Regions from separate parts of the Mus musculus genome. Here regions 2 and 3 are each linked to region 1. Evidence: chromatin contacts called from public ChIA-PET and HiChIP or PLAC-seq data. All regions are on one chromosome and are shown on one strand. The core of a region is the stretch at or near the end of the contact, and the rest is flanking DNA. Distances in the headings are between cores, read along the strand shown. Region 1 holds the start of Armc8 (armadillo repeat containing 8). Region 2 overlaps Nck1 (non-catalytic region of tyrosine kinase adaptor protein 1). Region 3 has its middle 9.4 kb from the start of Gm28166.

Region 1 (4,769 bases), core at 869-3,368:
CAGACATTTTAAATCATGTGTCTAAAGCTCTGCCTATTCCAAGGCCCTAAGGTGGAAGAATTAGAAAACAAGACTTTAGAGTTAGTTTCTGCTTCCAAATGCTAAAGAAAAGTCTAACTCAAAATGGAAAATATTCTTCAACAAGTTTTCGAGTGAAATAAACAGAACATAATCATTTATTGGGAGTGTGAGACAAATGAAGTTTTCAACTATATCCACTATACAAGCTGACAATATACAAAAGGCAAAGAAACCACACGTGAGGCCAGAGCAATATTTTGGAACAGCATTTTTCAAGCGTGCTCAAAGGTCTGGGATTGATCACCTATGTGTGTGTATGTGCACTCGCACACGTCTTTTCAGGTGAACTATAGGATAAGTGCAACCTAAATGGCACAATCAGAAAGAAACTGAGCAGTTACGATACATTCTTTTCTCCTTTTAATGCAAAGAGAGAAGTCATCGGTTTATTCTCCCACTAAACATTCATGGACAATATAAAGTGAAATAATGAGCTAATGTGATCAGTAATTGGACAGAAAGTACTTCTCCAGTTGCAGTTTAAGTAAACAGTTTAGTAAGACGGATCTGGGGCTAGATTTGTTGACCGTCTTCCAAAATTGCATTTTGCACTGTAGAGTGACTTCTGTCTTTTTGGGTAGCCAGCATGGCTCTAACCAGCCCTGACTGGAGTGATGTACCTAGTGCCTTTGAACACAAAAGTGTGTTTGTGTGAGAGTCAGGGAAGAGGAAAGAAACCGGTTGGAGTTGCAAGACTATAGGGAATCTGACAAGCCATCTATAATCCAACTGCCATCTCGGTAAGTCTCCACAGGTCTAAAAGATGATTCTTTGCCCGCCTATTTCTTTACTTCCAACAACAACTGAATCATTGGTAGGCTCTATTTGGAGTCCAACTGCTAAAATCTGTGGTCAAACCTCCCAGAGTTATCTCCCAACAACACTCATTCTTGTTCATTTCATTCCTGGTCCTGTTTTTTGTTTTTGTTTGTTTGTTTAAAGGACATTATAGCGGAAGGCGAAAGTCGCCTTCTTTGCTTTTTGTTGTTTCTTTTTAATTTAAGAAAAAAAAAACCCTGATATTTCTTCTAGGTATATCAATACGTTCCCTTCTTTCAAATACTGGGGGAACCTATTCTTTTTCATTCCGACTTTTTGGTCCCTCCTAAAATGTTTTGCTCTCCCTAAAGAAAAATCAAACACCGGACATTAGAAACATAGTTTCTCTAGTCTCGGAGCCCGGACCTCAACAGCAGAGCACAGCAAAGCGGTTTAAATAACCATACACAATAGCGCGAGTTGCAGCTGATGTGAAAACCTCCATTGCCAAGAAGCAAGCGGTGTTGGCAGGTGCCCTGGTGGTAGGGACTTGACAGAAGACGCACAGCCCTGGTCTGGCAGCTCTGTGCTGTGGCAGCTTAAGAGTTCGCACCTCTTCTAGCCACAGCCCTGGAGAGCGAAGTGGACTCTAGGTTCCAGGCCTGTCCTGAACCCTCGCAGGCAGCGAGCTCCGTCCCGAGAAGCAACAGCGCAGGGAGGAAGACGGGAGAAGGCTCGGCCAAACCCAAGCCGCGCCCATGGGCCGGCTGCCTGGAGCCCGACCTCCCCGCCGGCCGAACGGCCGCCGTCCTGGGAACCCGCACCGGTGGGAGCTCTCGAGTAGGAGACGCCTCCGACTCGGCCCGGGTCGCGTGCATCCCAGCTGAGGCCACCGCAGTGGGTGGTGCTCGGGAGGCTCAGGGCGCCGGGGTAATGCTGTGGGCAGGACCGGGGTTGCCCCGCGCCGGGCGGGTCACTCACCGAGAGGACGCTCATGCGGATTGGGGTCTCCAACAGGCACGCCATCTTGAGCCTTCCCACCCGGCTGCTGCCGGCGCCGGCGCGCGGCCGGCACTTTCGACAGCCACCTATGTGACCTGCAGCCGGAGCCTCTGTAGAAAGCCCAGGCAAGCTGCCCAGAACAGACCGCGCCCCAGGCGTCGCTCGAGCACCGAAGGGGCTGGGCAGAAGGGCGAGGGATTGGGAAACCGCGCCGGACCCCGGCTTACGAATCGTCCTCTCAGAAACAGCAGCTACTCTCGGCTGGGGTCAGAGGTGGGCGCGGGCAGCGGCCTCCGCATGCGCAGAAGCCTGCCTGCCCCACCTTCCGCGGGTGGGGGGCGGAGCCTCACCCTGGCTCGACGAGCTGTCCGCACTCTTAAATTTCAGTTTACAGGTTTTCTTTCCTAACCGCTAGTAGGTGGAGTTACTATCTACGGAGTCTGAAGTTCACTTTCACATTCATTATCTCACTCTACACCATTCCCTAGTTTCAGTATTCTCTCCCTCTTAAAGCTGGAGAAACTGGTCTCAAAACTAGGTCTTCTGCCTGCAATGAAAATCGCCTCACGCTTCAACAGTTAACTATGACCTGCTTTATTTAGCGTTGCGTGCCCGACCCACTTACTCTGGTATATTGGTAAGAACGGGTTCTCCACAGCCAGGACGCCTGGATTTAATCCTAGCTGCTTTTCGTTAGTGCCAATATTTTGGAAAGGTTCTTAGCCTCTTTATATTTATTTCACTTCTCCCGACTGTAAAATAAGGACTAATGAGAATAAATGGCCCAATAAACAACAACAACAACAACAAAAATGCCTGGAATGTGGAAAGCCTTACGTTGTCTGTGTGTTAGAATTATTTCCAGCCTTTAGGTCAAATGGGGGATGGAGAATTAAACTATGTGAATGTTTCCTACTAAAATATTCTGAAAGTAAAGCCATCCCTAATTCAGGTTGTTACCTCAACTCCACTCACCTCCCAGTGCTCTTTAAGTAAAAGCATATCTCTCCCATTGTTTCTCATTTCCTCCTGTACTTTAATGTCTACATTTATTGTATCACTTATCACCCTTGCTTATAAGTCTCTTACAAAGTGTTGCACTTCTGAAAGCCTGGAAGTTTAAGAGAACCCTGGTGCTGTAGCGGTATATCCTAAGCTCTGTAACTACAGTCTTTCCCACTCTTTACACAGGAATTATTACTCATTCAGTAATTTTATTTAAAGCCAGATTGAGCCCATTTAAGATTGTTAGCCTTGTCCTAAATCAAGTCTGTGAAATCAAATGTGTTGTATTCTTTTTTATTCTAGTACATATTACCATTCATAAATACATTTAAATGTTCATCTGTCCACCCATGTAACACCTAAAATCACGTCCTAGTATGCCTGCTACAACCAGGCAAATTGTAATTGTATATAGCACACAAAAGCATTGACAATTGTACAATAGTCTCTATATGTGTGAGCTATACCTCACCCAGAAACTCGGGCAATACATCTTCTAGGAAACCCCTCCCTCGAGGAAGAACTAGGTGACTCTCCCAACTCCATATATTTTCTTTAAAATGATTTTTCATTTATTTATTTATTGTGTGTGTGTGTGTGTGTGTGTGTGTATGTGGATTCACACATGTCCTGGCCAGAGGACAGCTTAGGAAGCAGGTTCTCTCGTTTCATCTTAGAGGTCCAAGGATCAGAGTCAAATCATCAGATTTAGTGGCAAGAGGTTTTACATTTTGAAACATCTCCCCAGCCTGCATCATGATTCCTTAATTTCAGGCATCAGTATGTTCCTGTAACATAATATCTCTAACAATATATTGCTTTATATATGTGTGTTTGTGTATGTGTGTGTGTTGATTATAGAGGTTTGGGAAAAGTAACTTTATACTAGTCATTTCAGGGAGACTACAAAAATTTTATCATCTTGGTTTTTTTTTTATCTTAATGCCTACCATAGGCATGTATTAAATGTTTGTTGAATAACCACTTTTTGCTTTGTTTCAGCCTGGGACAAGATAGAAGTATAGGCAGGTTATTTGGGAAGTACTTCCAGGGAACATAATTGGTGAATCTAAAAGGAGGGGGGTGGAACAAAATCTATATAAGAGTTTGCTATTGAGATCATTCTATATTCTTCAAGGGCCTCTGAGAAATAAATAGAACATCATGCTGGATTATCCATCTTGAGGCTGGAACATGTGTCCACCATTTTATTAGTTGAGGATTTCCCTTTGGCAATTAACTTTCTGTCTTTCTGACTGCCTCTCTCTGTGCCCATCCCGGTCTGTGTGTGTGTGTGTGTGAGAGAGAGAGAGAGAGAGAGAGAGAGAGAGAGAGAGAGAGAAAGAGAGAAAGAGTCCTCAACATCCCAGCTGGGATGATCTATTACAAGCTGGCACAGAATAATGCCTAGATGTCAAATGCTTGGCTCAGAGGACAATTTACTCACAACACTCTTAACACTTGTTAACTGTTTCTATTTACTCATGGACCAGCCTTGTGAGACACTTCTGCACTGTCTTGAGCACTTCTTGAGCCCTCTCTCCCCTCTATAAGGGAAGGTCAGTGGGCACACTTTTGTTGAGGGTCTGCTGTGGGTAACTAAAGCTATGATAGTTGTAAGACAGCAAGGGCCATGTTAGGCCCAAAGGACAATGCTCCAGAACTCCTAAAAAATGACAATTGTCATAGTTAGGGTTTCTATTGCTACAATGAAACACCATGACCAAAGCAACTTGAGGAGAAAAGAGTTTATTTAGCTTACACTTCCATATCATTTTTCATCACTGAAGGAAGTCAGGATAGAAACTCAAAACAGGGCAGGAACTGAGAGGCAGGAGCTGATGCAGGGGGGAATGGAGGGGTGCTGGTTACTGGCTTGCTTCCATGGCTTGCTCAGCTTGCTCCCTGTAGAACCCAGGACC
Region 2 (4,769 bases), core at 1,145-3,644, 950 kb after region 1:
AACGCCAGGGCCAAAAAATGGGAATGGGTGGGGAGAGGGTGGGGGACTTTTGGGATAGCATTGGAAATGTAATTGAAGAAAATACGTAATAAAAAAAAAAAAAAAGAAAGAAAGAACTACCTTCAAAAAAAAAAAAAAAGATATGCTTTCCCCCACAACGGTAATTCATTGGTTTACATAAAAAAGGACTCTAAACAAATTCTCTTAAATGTTCTGACAGAACTAAACTTATTTTTAAAAAAGGATTTATTTATTTTATGTGAGTACACTGTTGCTGTCTTCAAACACACCACAAGAGGGCATCGGATCCCATTACAGATGGTTGTGAGCCACCATGTGGTTGCCAGGAATTGAACTCAGACTGGAAGGGCAGTGTTCTTAACCTCTGAACCATCTCTCCAGCACTCTCAATATTAACTTGTAACTATGGCCTATTATTTGTTGTTTTGTTCTGAGGCAGGGTTTCTCTATTATGTAGTTCTTGCTTCGCTGACCAGGTTTGCCTTGAATTTCCAGAGTGCTTTCTGTCTCTGTCTCCCAAGTGCTGGGATTAAAGGCATGCACACCTGGCTACACCCTCTGTTCAACACCCTTTTGCTTAAACTTAGCCTAAGTTTTCTAAACCTCATCTATCAAATTTAGCTAAAATTTGCTTTTTTTTTTAAACACATACTACTGTCCATATCACATCCCCACACAACATGAGTTAAGATTATCTACAGGAACATGCCTATCTCACTAAGAGGGATCAAAGCACAGGATGACTGGCAAGAGGGAAGTAAAGTCAAAATTGAACTGAACTCTCAGCACTCCCAAGAGAAAACAAAAACTAGGAAAATTCACGTGAAAGGAGTTCTTAAACATTCACCTATACTTCCACCAGGTGGCGCTATTAGCTGTGTCCCAATGTTGGTGCCTTCCTGTGTTCTGCTACTGGAATTCCTTTCCAGGACATCAGCATGCTCCTTTTTAATTACATGCTTCCAAGTGTCCTTAACTGAATCTATGTACAAACACAGCAATAAACAGCTAACTAGATAATACAGTGCTCTAAGAGGGATCTGGGATGAGGGGGTGGGGAGATGATAGGGCCAATTCTCATAGAAATGGAATAGTAGTGGAGAGGGAGAGAGCTCTAAACATAGTTTGCCTCCTGCAGACATGAGGACCTGAGTTCAAACCACAGAACCCATGTAAAAAGAAAAAGCAGAAATGGAAATGGTGGTGTACTTGTAATCCCAGCTCTGGGAAGGCAGAGACAAAGGCAGATCTCCAGGGTCAGCCAGCCTAGTGCAATTAGTGCATTCCAGATTGGTAAAAGGTGCTGTCATAAACTCCTCAGGACAGCTTCTGAGGAGCACACACACAAACACACTCACTCACAAATTTACTTACCTTGGAACTCAACAACAGGTTAAATAAACATTTTAAAGCAAAAGCAACCACATAGCTTTATCTGTCTGTACCTCAGATAATGAATGGTCTGAAGCATAGAGGGCCTGGATTGCCTCAATGAAAACCCCCAGTCCTTGCCTGTGTTTCTTTTCCCGTTTAACACTGGACTGCTACAAGCACTTTGAGGAGAGATTTTCTTTTAATTAGACCCCTATTCTTTCCAATATAATTATGCCTGTCTCTTTGACTGGCTTGTATTTTAATACTTAGTTACACCAAAAAGGGCTTTACTGTATGTAAATCAACTAAGTATGGAACCAAACAGCTACCAAGATGACTTAAAACACAGAATCAGTCTCCCACATACATAATCTTATATTGTTATTCAATACTCACTAAATTTTATATACCTTCCAACTGTTCATACTTTTTGTGACAGCCATCAAATTTGGAGACAACTAAATATTCATAGTAAAAGAGAAACTAGCATCCTACTATTATAAAATTGCCTTGTCTTTATAGATCCCTTAGTCAACTACAAATCTAAATCAATGAGTACACCAGACCAAAATATCTATACTTCACCTATTTCTATAAATTAATTAAGAACACCTAATATTAAGTTTGTCAAGACAGTCACTTGTGATCTCAAATGCCCTTAACCCCAGTACTCAAAAGAGACACAGGCAGATCTCTGAATTCAAGACCAACCTGGTCTATATAGAAAGTCCCAGGACAGCCAGGGCTACTCAATGAGACCCTGTCTCAAAGAAAGGCTATCAAACCATCTAACCAGGAAACGCTGAGGAAGGAGAATGTTTGCCATTGGCATAGGTCATGAGCAATGGGACCCTTTTTTGGCAAGTTAGATGTTCCTGTCTGAAAACAACTAGTGGCGGAGGAAGGGGGGGGGGGACATCTACAGGGAAATCTACCATGCTAGTTACACATACAGTCTGCTGTGCTTTAACTCATCACTTGACAATTTCCTGTTTCTGATAAGAATCAGCTAAGTAACAGTACCCAAGTAACTAAGTCAGGAAGTTTAGATGGGTTACAATCTCTCAGTGAACTATGAAAGGAGAAAAATCAACAATAACTTTGATATGCTACAGCAGGCATAAAGAGAAGGAAATTTACAAGATTACTGTAATCAACATTTTAAGCCACAACATCATATAGTTTATATTGCTAAATATTCTAACTAATGAAACACTCTACTACTTACAAAACAAAAATTAGAAGCACATCAGAAATAGAGGATTAAATCAAGTTGTTTTGTTGAGTTTGGTTTGGTTTTATTTTCTTATTGTTTGGTCAGTTGTAATCACATGTAGCCCAGGCTGGCCTTAAAACTCACTATATAGGTGAGGATGATCTTGGCTTTGAACTACTGATATTCCTACCTCCAATCCCAAATGCAGAAATTTTAGACCTGTATCACCATGCTCAGCACGATTAGGTTCTTTTAAAGATAGGGAACAATTTTATCATATTTTATTCAGGTTTGAATGATTACTTTGGATACATAACCAAGATGAGAAAACAAGAAAGATGAAAAAGTAAAAGGGTATTGTGCATATAAAATTCACTTGTTCATTCAACAAATATTAACTGAATAAATGTACACTAGGAGAACAAACCAAGTTCTGAAAACAAAGGAAGAGAAATCAAGTATTCTGCTAATAAAAGGAATTCTAGTGAAACTCCTGTTTCTTCAACTCATTTATACACGCCTTAGACTAACACAAGAGTAACACATTCCCTATATGATGATTTTGTCAGTCATCACAAAATCTTACTTTCTATCCTCTCTGAATTAAAATAAATTTACCCAAGATTACATCCTCTCGGGCTGGAGAGATGGCTCAGGGGCTGCTCTGCCACAGAAAGGACCCAGCTTCTGCATGGCTTCTCTCAACTATCCCTAACTCCAGTCCTGACATCCTCTCACACACAGACAGACAGACATGCAGGCAATAACACCAATGCACATAAAAAACAATAAATAAAAGAACATACCAATTCTGGAATCTGAAGAGAGGATTATGTTTTATAATAACTAAAGGAGCAACCAGTAAAATAGTAAACAATCTTGCTAAAGTAAATTACAATCATACAATTATAATACAAACTGTGAAAATGTATAACAAAGAATTGCATTAATATAAGACATTAGTTATTAGTTAAAGAGTTATTACCCTAATCCTTAGGTTACTGGATGGCTAAGAAACAAAATAGAATCACAATTGACTACATCCATTTTAAAGTGTTCTGAATGAGATAAAAATAACTGATGGGGTCAAGGATGTAGCTCTGGGTATATCGCCTGCCTAGAGCATGAAGCTCTGCTGAGCTCAATCATCATCACCACATAAAACCAGATGTAGTAGCACATGCCTGTAGTTCCAGAACTGGGGAGGTAGAGACAGAGGATCCAAGATCATCCTTAGTTTAAAGCCAGGATGAGTTAAAAGAGACCCATCTCAAAACAAGAACAAATTTACCAACAAGGAACACTGAATTACTTCTACTTAAAATTTCACATGTAAAGCTGGAGACAATCCTCAACACACACACACAAATCCTATGTTGAAATCCAAGCCCCAGCACCTTAGAATATGGCTATCTGGGTAGCTTCAGAATGTAAATGAGATAAATGAGTTTACCAACAGGCCCTTATCCAGTATGACTGGTGTTCCTGTAAGAGAAGTTTGGTTCACTTAAAGAGAAAGCAGTTATCCAGAAGCCCAAGACAGGAGGAAAGTTAACATACAGAAGAGGAGGCTCTCAAGAACTCTGCTGATACCCTAACCTCAGACTTACTATCTCACCAAGGCTCAAGGGTTATGGAAGAAGAGGGGACAGAAAGACTGCAAAAGCCAGAGGCAATATACAAGGAAACTGGTTTTCCAGACACAATATGGCAGCTGCATATGAATTCATGGCAGTCGTAACAACACGCACAAGATCTGCACAAGCTCAAGCCAAACAAAATCTCAATGTGGAGGGGAGGGACACAAAGTCCTAAACCTATTGAGGAACTATTGGTAAATGACAGCTACCAGGAAAGGGTGGTTTTAGTTTTAAGGATGTGGCCCCTAGGTGGTCTAACTAGTGCCAGTGGAAGGCCATATAACTCAGTGTAGTAGATAGGTAGTACTAACATGACTTCATGGGTTTAAAAAAAAAAAAAGGTGAAGACACAAAGTTGGGTGGATATGGCTTGTGGGTATGGGAGGAGATGTGCAAGAGGGATGAAAATGTTCAAAATACAATGTATGAAATTCTGAAAGAATTACTAAAAACACTTTTTAATATAAATTCCAGGATTGGCAAGACAACTCAACAGTTAAGAGCATACATCATTCTTG
Region 3 (4,769 bases), core at 853-3,352, 870 kb after region 1:
CAGGAATGCTTCTCTTTTGTATCCAGGAAAGATGTAACCAGTTATGTTGATTATAAAATCTCCCTCGCATGCAGAGGCAGGTCTGTAGGCTCTGCAGGAAAGCTTGGTATGGGGGGACAGCACAAAGCGCCCCCAAGCTGTCCCCATGCAGTGGAGAACAATGTTCAGGCACAGCTCACAGCCAAGAATGAGTTAATTTTATCTGCTACTGTGTGAGAAAGGGAACCATAGGCAAGTAGGCAGAAACTACCTGATTCTGCCTCTTTTAAAAGTAATTCCTTTTTTTTAAAGATTTATTTACTTATTTTATGTATGTGAGTACACTGTAGCTATCTTCAGACACACCAGAAGAGGGTATCAGATCCCATTACAGATGGTTATGAGCCACTATGTGGTTGCTGGGAATTGAACTCAGGACCTCTGGAAGAGCAGTCAGTGCTTTTAACCACTGAGCCATCTCTCCAGTCCTTAAATAATTCTTAATTGGACAGTGGTGTGTATACACCTTTAATCCCAACACTCAAGAGGCAGAAGCAGGTAGGTCTCTGAGTTTGAGGCTAGTCTGCTTAATACAGAGAGTTTTAGGACACCCAGAGCTACACGGAGAAAATAAGTAAGTAAGTAAGTAAGTAAGTAAGTAAGTAAATAAATAAATAAATAAATAAATAAGGTAATTCTTGGACATTTAGCCCAGACACAGTAGTCTGTTCAAAACACAGATATTGTATCAACCACAGTTGATCTTGTGGTTTTGATTTTCAGAGCTGTGAAAAAAGAAAGCTAGCTTCTCTTTTAGCTTCTATTCCCCTGGAAGTCTAGCTAATTACTCCTGTGGCCCACAGCATCCCGGAACATCCTCCTTCCCGGAACATCCTCCTTAGAAGGAGCCCCAGCACCAGTTAGTTCACCTAAACAGAAACAGCCAACAGCACGTGCCTACATCATGAAGGGAACAACCGACTGACCAGTGCACTGACTTAGACAAAGCCAAGAGGACTCCGACGTCCACGCACGTTTTCCTGTTGGTATCCCACAGCTGCCGGATTAAGAGTGATGGACAGGAGAACTATCTCTTACCAATTAATTCCAGAGTATAATTTGTAGCCTGGGCCCATCCTTGGATGATCCTGAGCTGTTAACAAACCATGACACCGCTTTAATTTCTCCTTTGCCCCCATACTTTATTAAAAAACCTAGAGTAGGTTCTATCAAATATCCCTTCAAGGAAAAACAGAGAGAGGGGAAGAAATGGAGTGACATTTGTCTCAGTGCAATATGAAAGATTAGAGTTGGCTGGATAAAGAGGGGGAGGAGGGGCATGGGTTCTTGTGAAACACACGCACGCACAGGGACACACACACACAATTTCTCTTTCGCAATGACCTCCTTATGCCCCATCCATCAGCCTGGGGTTGGCTTATTCTAACTAGCAGATTCCTTTATTCTGTATAACAGGCCCATCAGACACAATCTGCATGCCAATTACTGGCACAGACCCCTTGATACCAAAAAATGGAAATTAGCTGTCAAGAAAAGCCTTCAGCTGGCCAGGCCTCTTCTGGCTCTCTATTTCCGGCTCATACACCCCGTCATTCTGCCCAGCGCCCTGCTCTCGCCAGGGAGTCCCCGGTGGAAAAAGTCATCTAAAAATACAAACATATTTTATTATTATTAGTATTAGTTGCTGACTTTCTCAGTACAATGTGAAATTCACCAGTGGGCAAAAGCTGCTTAGGGCGGAAATGGGTGAGAGAGGTTGATTTCTGATAATTGCATTTCTGTGGGAGCAGATCAAGTCGTCCCATGAAAGGACATTCAAAGAAACTGAGGGTGAAGGCAGAGGAGAACAGACAAAGAATGGGATTCTGTAACGGAGATAACAATCAGAACTTTCACACTCAAGAATGGGCCCAGGCAGGGTCGAAGGGACAGAGGTGAGCAGAGCTCTGTGCACGAACAAGCTTGCAACCAGGCTTCGCATCCTAATTGCCTCTTGAAAAGCCAGGCTGTGGCCAGCTGGAGAGCCTCCAGCACACAGGGAACACAGAGAGTGTGTTGCCGGCAAGATCCCTCCCCTGCTACTTGCAGGGACTCTGAAACTCAGTTCCTCTTCTCTTTTTGCCAACATGAGTCACAGGCAGAGGCAGTCTGTTTTCCACCATCCAAGATGTAAGCCTCTGTGTTGAATCTCTTTATAGGACAAAGGAGTCTCTGATGGTCACCTGGAAGATTCCGGGTGGGGCCTTCATTCAGGGAGGGACATATCACCCCGATAGTATAGTTCTCATTCTTTAAAAACATTTTTAGTAAGAGGACTGATGACATAACTCAGTGGTGACTCATTGGCCCCGCATGTGTGAGGCCCTAAGTTCAACTCCGGATTGAAAGAAAGAAAAAAATGAGTAAGGAACAATTATCTAATCGTCTACTATTGTATGTTTTCATTATGACATAATTCAAGACTTGCTCAAGATCTGTCTCCCTTCATTAGTAAGTAGCAAGTAGCCATCTTTAAAACAAACAAACAAAAACCTCTTCTTTCCCTGTATTCTGAGAGCTAAAAATTGTCAGACAGAAATCTGGACAACTTTAGATCCCCTTGTCCAGAACGTGGTGTGTGAACAGCTTCATTCACCCAGCATCTACAGTGAGCAGCTGCAAGGTCGGCACGGCAAGCCAGACACACTAATGAATGAGGTGAGCAGACACCGACCGCCATTATGAGTGGTTCGTGAACAAGTCCCATGACTCTGCCTTGAGGAACATGTGGGGACCAAATCCAGCTGACATTCCTCATTAGCATTCATTTTCTTTTCTTTCTTTAAGATTAGGTCTCACTCTGCAGCCCTGGCCAGCCTCACACTTACTCCCCAGGCTGGCTTGGAACTCAAAGAGATCTGCCAGCCTCTGCCTCCTGAGTGCTGAGATTAAAGGTGTGTGCTATCAGACCCAGCCTTATCATCATTTCTTGTCACTCTTATTTTGAAGAAGGTATTGTTACAGGTCTCCTCACCCTCCACTTGCTTTATTGGCTGTTTTTTGTTGTTGCTTGTGTGGTTAGTCTGTTTGACAGGGCCACTGAGATGGCTCACCGGGTAAAGGTGCCTGTCACCAAACCTGACGGACTGAGTTTCATCCCTAGAACCCACAAATTGGAGGGAGAGAGCCAATCCCCATAAGCTGTTCTCTGAGTTCCATGCATGTTCTGTAACATGCATACCCTCATGCTTGTACACACACACATGTAAGCATACAAATAAATAAATGGTATACATTGCATACACTAGCAAGATTTTGCTGAAAGGACCCAGATATAGCTGTCTCTTGTGAGACTATGCCGGGGCCTAGCAAACACAGAAGTGGATGATCACAGTCAGCTATTGGATGGATCACACGGCCCCCAATGGAGGAGCTAGAGAAATTACCCAAGGAGCTAAAGGGAACTGCAACCTTATAGGTGGAACAACATTATGAACTAACCAATACCCCGGAGCTCTTGACTCTAGCTGCATATGTATCAAAAGATGGCCTAGTCGACCATCACTGCAAAGAGAGGCCCATTGGACTTGCAAACTGTATATGCCCCAGTACAGGGGAACCCCAGGGCCAAAAAGGGGGAGTGGGTGGGTAGGGGATTGGGGGGTGGGTATAGCGGACTTTTGGGACAGCATTGAAAATGTAAACGAGGAAAATACCTAATAAAAAAAATAAAATAAAATAAAAAATGTTTAAAAAAAATAAATAAATGGTATAATACTGCATGGATACATGCATTGCAAGCTGAGACACACGCTTAGGGTTAGCTATTCAAAATATCCTTAAAGGTAGAGATGATGATCACTGTTTGGATAAGTCAACTATGGAAGATGAGGAAAGTTCTGTAAACTGAGGGTCCTCAGGCCAGAGGAAGAGAAAGAATGACAAGGGTCTATGAAGTAGAAAATCAGAGGTAAAAAGCCCCTGAACTTTAGCCATACCACATGATCACACCCCAGCCTGAAGCTAAGCAGGATGAAGCCTGGTTAATATTTGGATGGGATGACCACCGTGGCCATGAGGAGGCAAACGTAGTTAAAATTCTAAGGAATATGGCTGAGATTAGACTCAAATGCACTACTATTCTCCTGAAGAGGCAGAGGCCTGGGATAAGAAGCAGAGACGAGAAACAGTAGAGACCTGGGCTAGAACTTTGGCAGGACTCTTACTAGACCGACTAGGCTCCGCAGAGAACGTCATAGAAAGGCTGAGCTGCCCAGGATGCTGGGGAAGAGTCTCCATCGGCATCACTGAATGGTTTACAGGCATGGAAGACAGAGAGAACAGCCAGGCTACAGCTGGCCCACTGGGTGCAGGAGTGAGCCATGGAAGACAGAGAGAACAGCCAGGCTAGAGCTGGCCCACTGGGTGCAGGAGTGAGCCATGGAAGACAGAGAGAACAGCCAGGCTACAGCTGGCCCACTGGGTGCAGGAGTGAGCCATGGAAGACAGAGAGAACAGCCAGGCTACAGCTGGCCCACTGGGTGCAGGAGTGAGCCATGGAAGACAGAGAGAACAGCCAGGCTAGAGCTGGCCCACTGGGTGCAGGAGTGAGCCATGGAAGACAGAGAGAACAGCCAGGCTACAGCTGGCCCACTGGGTGCAGGAGTGAGCAAGAGGAAGTTACGATCAGGTGAAGGGACTAGAACAAAGTCACAGCACTGGCACATCACTTACAAATACCTGCACAGATGGACGTTCCAGGTGGCCCTGAATGCTCTCTTGGCTTATGC

What was found. ChIA-PET counts read pairs in DNA pulled down with a chosen protein or histone mark. HiChIP or PLAC-seq counts read pairs in DNA pulled down with a chosen protein or histone mark.
Region 2: a contact with region 1 is called in an RNA polymerase II ChIA-PET map of memory CD8 T cells, with 5 read pairs. The contact joins the enhancer-like site here to the promoter of Armc8 in region 1. A contact is called at or near these places in 3 of 39 promoter capture datasets (the 3T3-L1 cell line, the HPC-7 cell line and liver) and 1 of 115 datasets of contacts at active chromatin or transcription factors (memory CD8 T cells).
Region 3: an H3K4me3 HiChIP or PLAC-seq map of embryonic stem cells shows a contact between it and region 1, with 5 times the contacts expected there. The contact joins the enhancer-like site here to the promoter of Armc8 in region 1. A contact is called at or near these places in 2 of 39 promoter capture datasets (the 3T3-L1 cell line and hippocampal neurons) and 3 of 115 datasets of contacts at active chromatin or transcription factors (astrocytes and embryonic stem cells).

Annotation. Positions count from the first base shown.
Region 1 is chr9:99,566,781-99,571,549 of GRCm38.p6, forward strand. It overlaps Armc8 (armadillo repeat containing 8), which reads right to left and starts at 2,119. Exons shown (of 22, transcript NM_028768.3): 1 at 1,822-2,119. The coding sequence starts at 1,866.
Region 2 is chr9:100,519,882-100,524,650 of GRCm38.p6, forward strand. The region is part of intron 1 of Nck1 (non-catalytic region of tyrosine kinase adaptor protein 1); the gene reads right to left. Among named protein-coding and RNA genes, the nearest start is that of Gm46139, 18 kb to the right of the region's middle. Within about 2 kb of position 2,395, at least 23 of the 459 cell types and tissues checked have an H3K27ac peak or open chromatin away from gene starts, as enhancers often do. A contact at or near this core is called in the HPC-7 cell line and memory CD8 T cells, where this site is marked.
Region 3 is chr9:100,438,214-100,442,982 of GRCm38.p6, forward strand. No RefSeq gene overlaps it. Among named protein-coding and RNA genes, the nearest start is that of Gm28166, 9.4 kb to the right of the region's middle. Within about 2 kb of position 2,103, at least 110 of the 459 cell types and tissues checked have an H3K27ac peak or open chromatin away from gene starts, as enhancers often do. A contact at or near this core is called in astrocytes, where this site is marked.